Linked DNA regions of Mus musculus: region 2 is linked to region 1. Evidence: chromatin contacts called from public Hi-C data. All regions are on one chromosome and are shown on one strand. Each heading gives the region's core, a stretch centred on a gene start, on an enhancer-like site or on the middle of the called end of the contact. The rest is flanking DNA. Distances are from core to core; before and after follow the strand shown.

What was found. A called contact is a pair of places that touch in the nucleus more often than the background predicts.
Region 2: a Hi-C map of CD4 T cells shows a contact between it and region 1, with 7 times the contacts expected there. The contact joins the promoter of Cspp1 here to the promoter of 4732440D04Rik in region 1.

Annotation. Positions count from the first base shown.
Region 1 is chr1:6,215,288-6,217,901 of GRCm38.p6, reverse strand. 4732440D04Rik (a long non-coding RNA gene) reads left to right here and starts at 1,290. Exons shown (of 2, transcript XR_001778783.2): 1 at 1,290-1,346; 2 at 2,502-2,614. The region is part of intron 1 of Rb1cc1 (RB1-inducible coiled-coil 1); the gene reads right to left.
Region 2 is chr1:10,036,894-10,039,507 of GRCm38.p6, reverse strand. It overlaps Cspp1 (centrosome and spindle pole associated protein 1), which reads right to left and starts at 1,290. Exons shown (of 30, transcript NM_026493.3): 1 at 1,164-1,290. It overlaps Cops5 (COP9 signalosome subunit 5), which reads left to right and starts at 1,349. Exons shown (of 8, transcript NM_013715.2): 1 at 1,349-1,838. The coding sequence starts at 1,696.

The sequences.
Region 1 (2,614 bases), core at 41-2,540:
TCTTAAGGGCACTCATTAAACATCTGAGAAAGCTGAAACTACTAAGTCTCCTTATGACCACTCAAGTTCTGCACACACTTGCAGACTCACTAAACTTAACAGAAGGGTAAAAAGGAAAAGTAATGCTTTTAGGACCTTAGACAATAATCAGTTTTATGATAAGCAAACTACGCTTCCTAGGTCCATAATGCAAAAAGAATTCTAGAGAAATGTGCTAAGTACTATGATTTTATCTAAAAAGTACATTGCATAACCCAACATGCCACAATCTGCTTCTCTAACCTCCTTTCTAAACCAGCAATTGATATTGGTCATTTTTCCTTCTTTAAAATGCCCAAGGGTTATCTAAACACACACATATGAGATATATGTTACTCTAGTTCAGTGTTATTTACAGGTGTACTTTGTAAGATCAATCAACATGTGAGGAACAGATTCGAGTTCAACTGTTTCCCAGACTTGCTATATCGACTGACACTCAACTCTGTGCCTTTACACATGCAGGGTCCATGAGCCATTTTAAAAAAAAACAAAAAAAAAAAACTACAGCTCGGTGTGGTGGCACACGCCTATAATCCCAGCACTCGAGGCAGAGGCAGGTGGATTTCTGAGTTCAAGGCCACCCTGGTCTACAAAGTGAGTTCCAGGACAGCCGGGGCCATACAGAGAAACCCTGTCTTGAAAAACAAACAAACAAACAAAAAAAAAAAACCAAAAAAAATTACTATGCATAAAACTTGAATGTTAGCCGGGCATAGTGGCGCACGCCTTTAATCCCAGCACTTGGGAGGCAGGCGGATTTCTGAGTTCGAGGACAGCCTGGTCTACAGAGTGAGTTCCAGGACAGCCACAGAGAAACCCTGACTCGAGAAAAAAAAAAAAAAAGCAAAAAACAAAAACCAAACAAACAAAAAAACTTGAATGTCTACAGAATGCCTCTTCCTACTACTACCCCTCAATCCTGGCATTCTATCTTCAGTAACCTCTCATGGAATATGCCTTTAATCAGAGCCTTCCATATTTTTTATTTCTTCTCTCTCTCATACCTCCAAATGGGTCCTTTTGTCAAGTAGACATAGCTTCTTAAATTCTCAAGACAATAAGACACCTTATCCAAAATTTCAAACCCACCCTCCAATAGAGACACACACTTCTTAATCTTGGCTTGCTTCTATGTTCACTTATGTTCTCACTTTTCTTCTGAATGATAAGAGACTGGAGTTTGCCTGCTGCTGAATAATTAATTACCAAGGCATCACTAATGAATACTTACCACAGCTTACTCTGAGATGTGTCAAGTCTTGGCAAAAGGGGGCCAAGAGCTGAAGGTCAACCTCAACTACAATGTACACCTCTAAGCAAAGCTCTCTTAATCAGGTAGTCGTTGAAACATTTTCCTCTCAGGTCTAACAGTGGCTCAGGGATATTACACCTTACAGAGCATGCTGGAAACTGAGTTTTAGTCCTAGCAGTACACACTAACAAGGCAAGAAACAAAACAAATAAACAAAAACAACTGGGGGAGACACCAGTCCTTTCATCTTTTGTCCTTTGGCTTTTACAGATCTATGTGTAAAGTCAATCTGCTGTGCATTCAAACCCTGATGTTTGCCATAAAGAGTGCTGCCTGTTCCCTCCATCTCCCCCCACCCCAAGAGAACCCTCTTCTCTCCAGGCAGAGGGCTGCTTCATTGTCTTCCCTAACTCAAAATAAAACAAAATTTTTAAATTTTGCCTAAGTCCACTAACCAATTACATTAATAAGATTTATCAATGTAAATGCTACATTATGGGCCTGACACACCCATGGCATAACTATGTAAATACCATTTATTTTGTTTTTCTTTTTTCAAGACATGTTCTCGCTATGATTCCCAAGACCACCTTAACTTACTGAGTAACTCAAATAACTTAAAGCCATCTTTCTGTCTCAGCCTCCTGGAATGTTGAGATGAATATAGCAGCTACCTTCTAAGCCTTGGCTAACGTTTAAAACAGATATAAATGCTAAAAAACATAACAAAAACTTAATTGGAAAGCGATGATTTGCGTTGTATTTGGTAATAAGACTAAATAAAATATTTCACACATAACAAGTCCATTTATAGATCCCCTCCCCCAAAAAGAAAAACCACCTACTGAAATACAGTACCAACATTTGACTAGGAACACAGATTGGTTCATTTTTAGGCTGCTTCTAAACTGCTTGCTAGCTTTGCAAACCCTCAGATAAGTAAGTCTCACCAATTCTTTACAGAAAATGGTTAGCAAAATGTATAAATTTTAACGCTCATAATAGACTTGTCAACATCCGCACCCAACTGAATGTCTTGCAGGGACTCTATCAATAAGTGAGTCCACGAGTGTTCCGTGGCATCAGTCCTATGTACCAGTTCATGGAATGATCACATTTTAAAGACTCATGACGGAAGGGACAGGATTACGAAACCATAAACAGTCACCATAGCACATCCACCACTCTGTAGAGAAAGTACTGACAGCACGTTCGAAAGCTGTCATTTGTACCAAGTTTTGGTACTCCCATAAGCCCCCACCCCAAATCCATCTGCGGGGCGAGCGAGGCTGAGTCATTCCAAGGAGTAACTTTACACCG
Region 2 (2,614 bases), core at 41-2,540, 3.8 Mb before region 1:
CATTACCATTTCAACATGTTATTCTGTATGTTTCGAGTGGCTGTGTATTGTGACCACTGGAACAAGCTTACACAAGCTTCTCAGAAAGAACTTAAGATACTAATGTACTCTAATGTCCCTAGTGTGCCCGAAGTTATACTTTAAGAAGATTCTATTTTTATTTTTGGTTTCGTTATTTTGTCTCCAATAGTCCAGGGAGAAAGCGGGGTTGGAACTCTTGATTCTCCATTCTCCACCTCCCAAGTACTGGAATTAGAAGAATGTTGCAATGTCCTTGCTCTGTTTTGTTTGCCCAGCTCCTTGACTTTTTGAAACAGGGTCTCCTGCAGCCCAGGCAAAAGCACCTGCATTAGAAGAGGATACAGACGGGCAGTAGTGGTGCACGCCTTGAATCCCAGCACTCAAGCAGGCAGCTCTCGAGTTTGAGGCCAGCCTGGACTACATAGTTCCAGAACTGCAAAAACCCCGGGGTCCAGGTGAAGCAGCTACAGAGCCTTCGAATTCCTGTGAAGGAGCAGTTACTGACGAAGAGTTAAGGAAAGGCATCTCCGAGCTGTGCTTTTTAAAATCTGTGTGCTCTAAAGCAGAAATGTCAAGAAGTGCATTTCAAGCAATGCCTAACAACTAATATATTACTAAGCCAAGGAAAAAAGTTCTAATAGAATGAAAAACTGGGTTGGGGGAGCTAAAAGAAGATGATGAAGCTGGAGAAGTCTTTAAGAACCGTGTTACGAAAAAAATTAAATATATTAGAATTAAATAAAACACAAATTTCATGCATGCCTTCAACTTACAGTCTAGTGGGCAATTGGGGATGAGAATGTGAGGGAAGAAAACCTAAAAATACGACTGAAACAAATTTCACATTAACTGCTGGAAGGCACAGGTTGCGGAGATTAAATCTGCACTGAGACAAACCTTTTTTAAAAAGTAGCGCCTAAGGCATTCACCGCTCCTAACACTTGTATAAAATGTTACCCTATAAAGTCCCTAAAAAAGTTAATCTTAGCAACCGGTAACTTTTGCTTGCCACCTCGCAACAGTAGCGAAAACACAAAAGCGGAACGCCAACCACAAACCCCGGAGGCTTAACACACCGCAAATTATCTTAAAAGAGTCACGCGATCTTCCCCCTCCAAAACCAATAATCCGGAGATACTTACACCTCTGTTTCTCTAGAGATATTTAGTATTCCAAACAATTTATTTCGTTTGAAGCACCTACACTCACATAAACATAATTCCCCAAACTCAAGTTTCCTCCTACACACAATATGGTGGCATCTGAGTCTGCGCAGTACGAGCCGAGCCGGCCGACTCCTTCCTGGCAGGCCAATAGTCCCGCCTTCCGGCGCGAAAGGCTGTACCATTCCCACACCGAGGCTTTGCGTCCCTCGCAGTTCACACGAACGGATTTCCGAGCCAGCATGTTCTCGTTTCACCGGCAAGACTGATCTTAGCCGAGCCGAGCCGAGCCAACCCTAAGGAAGTGTTTTCTATGTCGCTGCGCCGCCGCCGCGCCCCAGCGCGCGAATGGTCTGGACCAACGTCACCTCCGGTCTCAAGTGTCATGGCTGCCTTGAGAGTCTAGTGAGTGTGCACCCTGGTGGGGAAGGTCCAAAGCCCGCACGCTGAGGCCCAGTAGAAGAAAGTTGCATCTTGATTGTGGAGCGACAGCTTCTCCGGTGCCTCGGCCATGGCAGCTTCCGGGAGTGGTATGGCCCAGAAAACCTGGGAATTGGCCAACAACATGCAGGAAGCGCAGAGTATCGATGAAATCTACAAATATGACAAAAAACAACAACAAGAAATCCTGGCGGCGAAACCCTGGACTAAGGAGTGAGGAGGTCCCTGGCGAGACGCAGGGGAGGGCAGGGATGGCGGGACTGTGAGAGACCCGCGAGGGGTGGGAGATGAAGGGTGTGGTGAGCTTGGCTTTCTGTGGGGCGTCGACCGAATATTGGCCACAGTGGCCTTAGTCTGCCTTGTCAGTAGAGCCTTACCTGTCCTCTAGGGCCTGCTTCGATTCCCCTTTTAGAAAGTTTCTTGCCTTCAGGGCGTGTAAAGGGCTGACTTGGGGTGCGACTTTTGTCAACATGATTATTTTTGTAAATCTCACACACTCTGCCTTGAACCTGGTGGCTACATGCAGTTAGTTGCAGCCTTCAGTAGATTCCCAAACTGAAGAGCGTGGCTGTTTTTATAAATCGAATGAGCAGAGCATTGATTTAAAAAAAAAAAAAAAATCCATGAGCTCTTGGATTGATTGGTTTGGTTTTTTTTCAGCTCTTTAGACACATACCAAATCCTCTTAGCAGTTCCCTACAATACTACTACAATTCATGTAAACCAGGAATTATAAGAGAGAGCTTAGAAGCATTTTCCCCAGCCAAATCCATGTATCTTTGGGATTGACGACAAGTCAAATGATTCTTTAGAGCAAATTGTATTAAGGAGAGTGAAGAAAAAAATTACAAAAGGTTGCTGAGTAGACTGTCTTGCTGTCTCCAGGTGTTTTGTTCTGATGGCACAGCTGGCTTTAACCGTCAGTACTCTGTTTTCAGTGTTTATTGAGTTCTTACTGTGGGCCTGGCACTGGCCTGAAGATTTTCGTG